2 separate regions of the Capra hircus genome follow, and region 2 is linked to region 1. The links are chromatin contacts, called in public Hi-C maps. All regions are on one chromosome and are shown on one strand. Each heading gives the region's core, a stretch centred on a gene start, on an enhancer-like site or on the middle of the called end of the contact. The rest is flanking DNA. Distances are from core to core; before and after follow the strand shown. Region 1 holds the start of LIF (leukemia inhibitory factor). Region 2 overlaps HORMAD2 (HORMA domain-containing protein 2).

Evidence for each region. Hi-C and Micro-C count contacts between places; a contact is called where the count stands out from the background.
Region 2: a Hi-C map of blood shows a contact between it and region 1, with 2.1 times the contacts expected there. The contact joins the enhancer-like site here to the promoter of LIF in region 1. A contact is called at or near these places in 3 of 5 Hi-C or Micro-C datasets (all in blood).

The regions. Positions count from the first base shown.
Region 1 is chr17:1,996,327-2,001,441 of ARS1.2, forward strand. It overlaps LIF (leukemia inhibitory factor), which reads left to right and starts at 3,309. Exons shown (of 3, transcript XM_005691625.3): 1 at 3,309-3,476. The coding sequence starts at 3,458.
Region 2 is chr17:2,060,770-2,065,802 of ARS1.2, forward strand. HORMAD2 (HORMA domain-containing protein 2) reads right to left here. Exons shown (of 11, transcript XM_005691624.2): 11 at 3,007-3,235. The coding sequence ends at 3,131. Among named protein-coding and RNA genes, the nearest start is that of TRNAG-CCC, 19 kb to the left of the region's middle. Within about 2 kb of position 2,527, at least 2 of the 5 cell types and tissues checked have an H3K27ac peak or open chromatin away from gene starts, as enhancers often do.

The DNA.
Region 1 (5,115 bases), core at 2,059-4,558:
AGGAGGTGGTCGCTTCCTCAAAGTCTCTAAACTCAACACTGGCAGAGCCAAACCTCTAACCCGAGTGTGACTGAGGCTGAAGTCCACGCTGCCAACCCACAGACTTCACGTCTTTTCGGCACAAGAGACTTGGCACAGATAGCTTTTGGAAACTAAAATGCTTTTAAAAAATACTTAGCATCTACTCTGATGTAACCCCGAGCCAGGTGCCTTCAGGAGTCCAAATGGTGGATCAGATCCTATCCACGCACTCAAACAGCGAGGAATGAGTCTTGTTCCCATTTGAAAGGAGAACGGGCAGGATGAGGCAGATTCAGCCAGTCTGGGCTATGAGAGGCCAGGGGAGGCTTCCTGGAAGAAGCGGCCCAAGTGCAGCCCACCAGTCCTCACTCCCCTCTCAGTGTGAGGGGCTGCCAACATCCATGCGGCCCTCTTTCGGGCCAGAGGCTGGGGGCCCAGGCCCGGTTCTCTGTGCAGCTCCGGGCGAGTGCCTTCACCTCTCTGAGCCTCAGTTTCCCTGTCGGAAAAATAAGACATCTGACATTCTAAGGCTTGTGGCTGGTGAGTGAGAATCAACAGAAAAGGAAGGGGCTGGTGGCTAAAGCGAGTGGGAGAGAAACTGCTCCGAGGGGCCCTGGGAGGCCCCAGGCCAGCCCTGGACTTGGTTCCCGGAGAAAGGAGATGAGCAGGTGGATGGCGCGGCCGCCCAGAGGAGCATCCCCCAGCCCCAGCCGTGTGGGCTCGAGTGTCCCCCTCACCCAAGGCCGGTCAGATCCCCAGCAGGCCCAGTGGTGCAGGAGCAGGACAGGCTGGGGATGAAGTCACAGCTGGAAGGGGCCGGGCTGGGGCTGCCACTCCAGGGTGGGGCCTGGGGTCACGACCCTGGGAGCAGGCGGCCAAGAAGGGAGGCTGCCTTCCGTGAGGGAGCTGGGGTGGGGGGGAGACACACACACAGCAGCGCAGAGAGGGAGGGAAGAAAACAAACTCCAGGAGACCAAGCCGCCTGGAGCGCGGCCTGGGCTGCCGATTCCCGGGGACCGCGGCCACGTTGCAGGCGGCTCCGAGACCCTGCTCGGCCTTCGTCCCGAGAGGCCCGGCGCAGGTGGTGGCCGGACATGGACGGGAGAGGGAGGCTGGGCCTGGGGTGCCGAGGGGCCCGGAACACTTGGGGAGCACGGACCAAGTCAGGTACCGTGACAGGGGAAACTGAGGCAGGGGGAGGGGGCCCGTCAGGGCGTGGGGGTGGTGGTGAAGTGTCTTGCAGACTCGGCCCCACTTCCTGTTTCCTGTAGGGTGGGGCTGAGATGACATGGCGTTCGGTGGGGGGTGTTTTAGAGGGCTGAGAGGGGGAGGTCTGGGTAGCCAGAGTCCACTGGGAAGGAGGTTGGAGGGACAGGGCCCAGAAGGCAGTGGGGCAGGAAGGAGACTCAGGGCACCTAGTGAGAGACTTGGGGAACTAGAAGATCCAGAGATGGGGGCCTCAAATGCATTTGGGGGTCCCCATCCAAAGAGTCAGGCAGAGTCAGACGACAGGGGTCTGGGAGATGGGGGTGGTGCATGTGATCCTGAGTGGTTAGGCCCCTGTGCAGGAGAGACTCGGGGTGGGGCGGTGATGAGAGGGAGGTGACCTGGGATGTCCTGGGGTGTACACGCACCCCAAAGCAGGTGTCGGAGTGGGGTTAAGTGCCAGGCGGGGCCTCCTGCGGCCCCCAGGGGAGACACAAGGTGCAGAGCGGACAGGGAGGGGAAGGAAGGCCAGTGTGGGCCCTGCCGGCCTCCTCCCCCTGCTGGGAAGTGCCCGCTGGGACGGGCAGTTTTATCAGCCCCACGTCCAGGCCCTGCTGGGAGAGGGAGCGGGAGGAAGCAGTCTGGAGAGGGCAGGGCGTGTGTGGGGGGAGGGGGCATGGCAGCCGCAGGAGGGCTCGTCCTGGCACGAAGCGGGAGGAAGGAACGCGTGGCTGGGCAGGTCCGGGATGTGGCAAGAGGCGGGAGCTGGGGGCACCGGGCTGGGGGTTGGGGGGGTTGGTTGAGGGAACTGGGAGCCAAGGAAAGGCTGCAGGGCTCCCCGGCCTTGGAGAACCAACCCTCCCGCCACGCTCGCTGCTCAGGGTCAGGTGGGAGGGCTGTGGTGGATCCCAGGGGCAGGAGAATCTCCTGGGATGGGGGCGCCCCTGGCAATTTTTGGGACAGTGTGGCCCCAGATGTGTGCCTGGCTGGCACTCCCTGACCTCTGTTTTTTCTGCTTTGAATGCTTTTTAATGGGGAGGGGTTGCCATGCTCATTCTCCCTAGTCCTCACCATTCCTTCCTGCCCCTCATTCATTTCCGAACCTACCAGCCACCAAAGACACAAGAATCTGTGACTCTGCCTAAGAGGCTCCGGAAGCGCCTTTAGGGGGCCATCACCCTGCTCTGGCCCCAAGGGCCCTCCAAGCTGCTTCTGTTCTCCCCTACCATCTCTCTGCATCCCGAGGAGCAAGCCCGGGTTCAGTTGGCTAAGTCTCTGCCTCAAATGTCCTTTCAATATGGAAATACAGGACCACCCTCCCCGGAAGGGAGCCGAGAGGTTAGGCAAACGCCAGACACACCACACTTTCCCTGAAGCTCCTCCCCAGGGTCTCCCCAGAGAAGGCAGTCACAGTAGCCCCTCAGCTTTCATCTTGCCAGCCCCTCCTGGGCCCCACCGGTGGTCAGCAGCGCCTGCTTGCTGATGGCGCTCAGGAGGCCTGACTGTGTGGGACCCTGGGCAACCTGTCCCCTTGGGAGCCCCGCTTTGCCCGGTGGCAGCGGGCAGGATGGAGGAGGCCATCCCCGCGGAGGCTTCCAGGGCCCACGTTCAGTTTCGCTTTATTGCCGTCTAAAGTCCACGCCAGGGCCCCAGCCCCTCTTCCTGGAACCTCCTTCTCAGCCAAGCCCCAGCCTGCCTCCTCCCCACTGCCCCCCTCCAAACCCCTTGACCAGGGGGCTGCAGGTGTCAGCTCCCATCTCCTTGCCTAGTTTCAAGCCACCTCCCCAAACCCAGGTGAGTCAGGGTTGTCTGGGGCGCCCACTTCCCCGGGGGAGGGGGGACCCTGATGACTCGGGGACCCTCCCTCCCCTCCCCATCTTCAAACAAGTCCCAGGGCAAGCCGCTCAGGAAAACCGCAGGGTGTTTTGTTGAAGAGTTCATTATAATTTTATCAATCAAATTCTTAGAAGAGGGAAAAAGTCTGCTCTCCCCACCCTCCCCCCTCACTGCCCCCCCCTTCACTCTCACTTTCTTCCATTCATAATTTCCTATGATGCACCTCAAACAACTTCCTGGACCGGGGATCCCTGCTAAATATAGCTGTTTCTCTCTCTGTCTTACAACACAGGCTCCAGTATATAAATCAGGCAAATTCCCCATTTGAGCATGAACCTCTGAAAACTGCCGGCATCTAAGGTCTCCTTCAAGGCCCTCTGGAGTGCAGCCCATAATGAAGGTCTTGGCGGCAGGTAAATCCACCCGCCCCCCGCCCCGGGCTGGCTTCCGCCGGGAGCCCCGGCCGCGGGCGCCGCGGCAAACTTGGGGCCCCTGGCGAACGCGAACGGGACACCCACCAGCCGCAGACACACGGACACTTGGGGCGCCCGCGCAGCCGGGAGCCCGGGGCCGCCGGAGGCGCCGAGTAGCGGCGGCCGCCGGGGGCGAGCGCGGGCACATGGTCCCCGCACCGCGCGCCCAGCCCGCCCGGGGCCCCGCAGGTTGGCGGGCCAGGCAGGGGGCGCCGCTGCCTTCCTCCTCTTCCTCCCCGCCGCTGCTCTTCCCGCTCAGCTTTCTTCGGGATTCACCCTCCCTCTTTTCTTTCTTTTTCTTTCTTTCCGCTTTCTTTTCCAACCGCGTCCCCGGCTGCTCCCTGGGAGGGGCGCCGGCCGCCCGAGCAGCTCGCAAACTCCGGCCCGGCACGGGAGCAGGTGCCGCCTCCATCTGCTAGAGCCCGGAAAGCTGTGGTCTGCGCTAGGTGAGGCCGGGGTGTGGGGCACCCTCGCCCCCCTGCCAGCCATCCTGGGGCCTGAGCCCTGCCTGGAGATGCTAGGAGGCACAGGGGACCCAGAAGTGAAGTCGAGGCTGCACTGTCCCAGCCGAGGAACGGGCTCCAGAGCGCCTCCCCTTCCTCCAGTCTCCTGGCTTCTCCAGCTCTCACAGGTCCCCCGACCCCAGCCCTTGCCGCAGGATCATCAGGAACACAGAGGGGGGTGGGTGGCAAGCAGGGGCCCCCTGCCCTCCTTGGCGGGGAGGGGCGCTCCTGGACACTCCTGGACAGCTCTCCCCTCTCCCTCTCACCTTTCACTCCCCTCCCTCCCCCGCCCACCTGGCTGCCTGCGCCCTTTTCCCTTCTTTTTCTTTCCTGGTTGCTCCATTCCCTCTCCCTCTCGAAGGCTCTGGGGGCGTCTGTGGAAGCCCAGGATTCTCCTTGTCCTAACGCGCAACCTGGGACGGGGACCAGTGAACAAGAGTGTGGGGGTGGGGGCGGGGGGTGGAGCGCGGAGGCCAGGAGCAGCGGGCAGCCAGGAAGGGAGGCTCTGAAGGATGCCCTGGCGCTGGAGGAGGGGGCAGAGTTGCAGCCCTGGGGTGGAGTCCAGGGTCCCAGATAGGAGACTGGCCGTATCTGGAGGAGGACCACAGAGAAGTCGGGGAAAGGTGACAGGATGGGGAGGGGGGGGAAAGGGCCCAGTGAGCCCACATCACCGAGACAAGTTTGGGAGATGAGGGTCAGCAGAAACTCCCGCTCCCTGTGGGCTTGGTGGGAGCCCGCACTGGGAGACAAGAGCATGGAGTAACACAGGAGTCTGGACCTTCCTGGGGAGATAAGGACTGATCTTTTCCTTGAGACCTGGGGTGTTGTCCCCTCCTGGCGGAGGCCTGGATGGTTGGTATCACTCTGAACCCGGTTCCCAGCTGATAGGGACAGTGCATGTCCTGTCCCCTCAGGAGACAGCAGGGAGCGATAAATGGGGAGATTTAGCAATCTGGGGAGGTAAATGCAGGGACATCACCAAAATCAGAAACCACCAGGTCTGGAGAAGAGAGAGCTGGAGCCTGAGAGGGGAAGATCTCCGCAGGACCAGAGTTGCAGCCTCTCCCCCAAGCTGG
Region 2 (5,033 bases), core at 1,277-3,776, 64 kb after region 1:
TTTACTATAAATCCGGAAACTTCCTGGGAATCTCTAAAGATCCAGTACTACTCGGTTTGAAACCGTGAACTGACAATGTTAAGACAGCCTGAGAACTGGCTCTAATAGTGTTATTTTTTAAAAAATTTGTATATTATTTATTAACACATACATGTGGAATCTAGAAAAATGGTACTGATAAACCTGTCTGCAGGGCAGGAGTAGAGATTCAGACATAGAGAACAGACTTACGGACACAGTAGGGACGGAAGAAGGTAGGATGAACTGAGAGAGTAGCATTGAAATATATACGTTACCACGTGGAAAATAGCTAGCTAGTGGGCAGTTGCTGTTTAGCAGAGGGAGCTCAACCTGGTGCCCTGTGGCAAGCTAGAGGGCTGGGATGGGGTGGGAGGGAGGTTCACGAGGGCGGGAACATACGTATACCTGTGGCTGATTCACAGTGAGGTACGGCAGAAACCGACACGGCGCTGTGAAGCAATTATCCTCCCATTAAAAATAAAAAGAACAAAACATACGCGTCTTTGAACGTGTGTGAATGTCACTTCGACGCCGGTGAATCTTTCCAGGCTCTTCCTGGTAGAGGTGAGCGGGAGCATGAAAGCACCCTGACACCAGAGGGACCTTTGAGAAGGGAAATGAAGGTGCGGTTTTGGTGCCTGGCTTCAAAGGCTGGTGGCAGTCGTGAGCCACACCAACCCTCTTCCCAGCTAGACCAATTTTCTGTCAAGACAGAAAAACCGCAGCAGCCCAAGTCAAATTTCCCCTGCATACATTTCAGTTTAACGACATCCCAGTTTCCAGGCGGCCTGCGGCAGATCTTCGCAAGCGCCAGCGCTGTTGGGGTGAGGGACTGGCTAGAGCGCTTCGGTTTAGGCCCCCAGCTGGGGTCTGAGTTGTCCTTCTTTTCACCGAACTTCTAGCTTCATGATGAACTTGTGGTTGTTCATTCCGTTATTATTAAGGGCAGAAATGAATAAGCTACAAAAAGGGTTGTTTTTTTTTTTAAGTTTTTTTCCTCTCCCCATCCCAATAAATTATCCAGTAAATAGAATTGAACACCCTCCCATCTTGATAGCTGGCTGAACATCTGAGCTCTGCTATGTCAAATCAGCGAGTTCATGTTTTCATGGTTCTCAGATCCTCTTGACAACATGTCTCCTGGATGTGCCCAGCCGGGGCACAGTTCCAGCACCTCTCTGCTGCTGAGACACACACTTTCTCTCTCTCTCTCTCTGTCTCTCTCCCTGTTTCCATCAGACACACACATCCCGCCTGTTGGCATCCACTGCAGGAGGAGAGGGGTGTTAATAGAGACAAGAAAAGCACTGAGAGACTCTCCAGACAGATTCAGGCTCTAGACTTTGACTTAAAGGATCCCCCACCTTAGGCTAGGTTTATGAAAATTATAGATTGAGAGCTAAATTCCTCTTTTGAACAAAAGGGTTCTCTCTGAAATCCAGATTGACTAATTGCTGCCTGTAACTCGTCTGCTCTGAGAGTCAGAGCCTCCTGGGGTATTGACGAAGCTGCTTGGTGTTCAGACACCTGAGGCTCCGGGGCAGGCTCGCAGCCTCACAGGGTCTGCCCCATCAGATTTTGCCAGCCTGTGGCGTTCCGCTCCTCCTGGCACTGAGCGCAAGTGGCCTCCTATAGCCTTTGCCAGTCTGGTCTACGCTCTGCACTCTGGAGACACAGAACGAACCTAATCCCTCTACTAGACAGCTAATCTCTTCATAGGATTCTCTTAAGAGAAGTTATGGTGACTCAGGCTCCAGCTCCATCAAGGATATAATAAGCCCGTACCTTCCCCCTCCTCCTCCTCTTAGTGGCAGGGTGAGCTCATGGGAGGACAGTCCACATGCTGGGGGAAGGGAACTCGCTCCTCCCTGGCAGGCCTCGGGGCCACAACCCAACTCAGGACCCCAGTTGGGGGGCTGCCTGTGGGCAATCGGAAGCTGGAGAGCCTCCCAAAGGGGAGTGTGACCACCACAGGCTGCCGCTGGCTTGAGTGCACGTCTGGCCCCTGAGAGTCTCCTCTCAGCCCGGATCAGAGGTCTGTCCTGGGTTCTGAGTCTTTCATGTGCATTAGAACCCAGGGAGCTCTCCAGAGGGGTCCCCAGGGGTTCTGATGAATAGAAATGAGGCAGGCCTAGTAGTCTGCATTTTAACAAGCACTCCAGGCCCTGATATCCTTACTACACTGATCTGAATGAAGAAAACTAGATGAGCCAAAAAATACCTTGTGTTTTGATTTTATTTAACTGGAAAGCACACACATTTACAACATTTAACTTGTTGGTCCTATCCATTTAAATTGTTATTAAATTTCATGGTATATAAATAATTCAAATAACACTGACATTTATTATTCATCTGCTGCTGATCATTCAGTCTATTAGAATTCTTCCAGAATGACGGGAGGACTGGGGGCATCATCTGCAGGTTACAGACTGATGCGCTGAAGTTTGGGGTGGGGGGAGTGTGTCACAGGGGCTCTCGGGAGGGGCCCAGGTTCCTGTACTGCAGCCCGTTCCCGTCTCGGGCTGGCCAGCAGAAGAGGGCACAGGGCCGGCTTTGGGGAACTCTACAGGGAGACTACACTTCGGTCCAGCACTTGGCTGATGAACCTCGTGACTGAAGTTACCCCAGAAATCACACCTGGATCAGCACCGCCTCACACTCGCTATGCGATTCCGTGGGAATTCTGATGAACTGCAGAGGGATTCCAGCACACAGGTTACAACAAGTTAAAACCTTTTGTGGCTGTCTGAGTACCTGGGGAGTTGAATTATGCAAAGAAAACCCTCTTTCCTTTGAGAAGGACAGCTTGTTTCTCTCCCAAAGGGCCGCTGTGGTTCTTTTCCAGCCATAAAGGGTGTCTCATCTCTAACTCCGCCTCAAAGTACTGCTGGCCCCAAGCAGTCCTGGTGACCTCGTTTCTTTGTGGCCAAGTGAACCCGTGTCCTACCCGGTCATTCAGCACTTAGTGAATTAACACAGAAAGTTGAGCAACACATTTAGTAAAGGGTTTTGGTGATAGAAACTTACTTTCCTACTAAAACACTTCACGCACACTTGTTGCAAAATGAACTTATTTTAGAATAAAAGTAGCAAAGGCAGCCAAGTTTCACTTTCTGTCAGGGATGAAGACTTTCACTGGTTCGCTGACCTTCCTCTTCTTTCCGGATCTCTCAGAACTTTGCTGACTGCACACGAAATTCATCTTTTGCATCTGTGAGAATCACCAGAGAGAGGCACAGTTCAGCAGAGACTCTGATATCTGCTCAAGGCACACAACACAGACCAAGCGTTAATCCCCTGAGCGGCATAACGGATCCAAACCTGCCTTCCTGCGGGCTGGGCGAGCCCTGCTCGGGGGCCCTGCTGCCAGGAGCTGAGCCTGGCATTCCAGCTTTCAGGAGCTGAGGCCCCTGGAGGCAGCCAGGTTCGGGGACAGTTTCTTGGCTCTCTTTAGTGAATTCAGCACATCCAGTTCTTGAGAAAAAGAGCTGTCAAGAGGTGGGGCTAACAAGGAGCCATTAAGGGTCAGGAGAGATCTAGGGCACTGATAGCTTTAGAGGCAAATATAATTCAAGGCACCTTTTCAGTGAGCAGAATCATGCAGTCTTACCTTTTTTAAACTATAGGTTCATATTAACAAGGTGGGACCATGACCTTCTTTCTGCTTGATGAGAATTACATTACTGACGAAAGAGAATTCGGTTAGTGACTCATCATGGATATATATTTCTCCATTGGGCTCAGCTTTGGTAAAGATTTTAGAATTTATTTTTGCTTAACCGAGCGAACAACTCGATGTCAGACAATCCCTAATGCCTGGAATTCCAAGACCGGCATGGAGGACATTTTTATATTTTCCAGCCACTAGATGGGAGGAAAGGTTTTTCCATGTTCTCTGTTCTTTCTTTGGAGGAAAATGGAATAAGATACATATTTTTAAGCAAGACTTGTCAGAATATCTAGTAGAAGTTCCAACATTATTCTTTTCCTTTGTTATAGGTACAGGTTATTATTGTTGACATGCTTTTACTACAAAATAATGGAAGTATCAGTAAAGCAGCTAAGTACCATTGAGAACCAACGATTGGTTCTACAAACACCTAATTTCATCACCAGTTTTGCATTTTAGAAAATAGTTGAATTTCTGATCTCAGAAGCCACAAATTCCCTTTGGCTTAAACCAAGACATTGGCTATATGGAACAGTAAAACTGAGAAAATAAGTAGAGCTGCTCATCAAGTAACTGGTTTGCTTAGATATACAAAAGTTTGAAAGGTCTGCTCTAAAGGTAAGGAAATAGCAGCATAAAAACCCAAAGCACAAAAACCGACTTCTTTATCTGGGAGGTGAATCTGTTTCAGTGTAGCTGTAAGAAAAAATCTAGCTTTTCTAAAAATGCTGCTTGGGTATGCTTTCCATTCAAATGAAATTATCCCCACTTCTATCAAGTCAGGTTACACTGGGAAGGAGAGAAGATGGGTGTACAAGTTGGCCTGATGGTTTGATAGCTTTGTTCTCTTTTTCTTCTTTCCTCGAGTCAACCAGAGTTCTGTTACAAGCTTCAGAGCTTTACTTTCATTGCAGCGAATTCACTGAAACATCTTCATAACGTATACAAGGCAACTAGTGCGGTCTGGGAAGTCCAATGGTTCATAGGAAACTAGTGGGTTCGAAAGCAGGCATGTGATCAGTTGGGATGCTTCCTAACATCGATAAATAGTCCGTGTTCTGAACTATATAAACCCACAAGTTTTACCCATACAAAGCAACATTTGAGAAACATTTTTCAGGTGCGCTCCGACTCGCTGAGTTTGCATCGTTGGTGCCAAAGCCACCCAGGCAAACATTCCACTGGAGGTGTCCAAGTTAAAACCCTGGGATTCATCCACGGCTACTCCACTATCCTCACCCTGAAGTCTAACTCATCACCAATTCCAGTCGAGCCTACCTCTTTAATATCTTTCAGATCCATCCATTTTTCTCTCTCGCCCTGCCTCTGGTTTGCCATA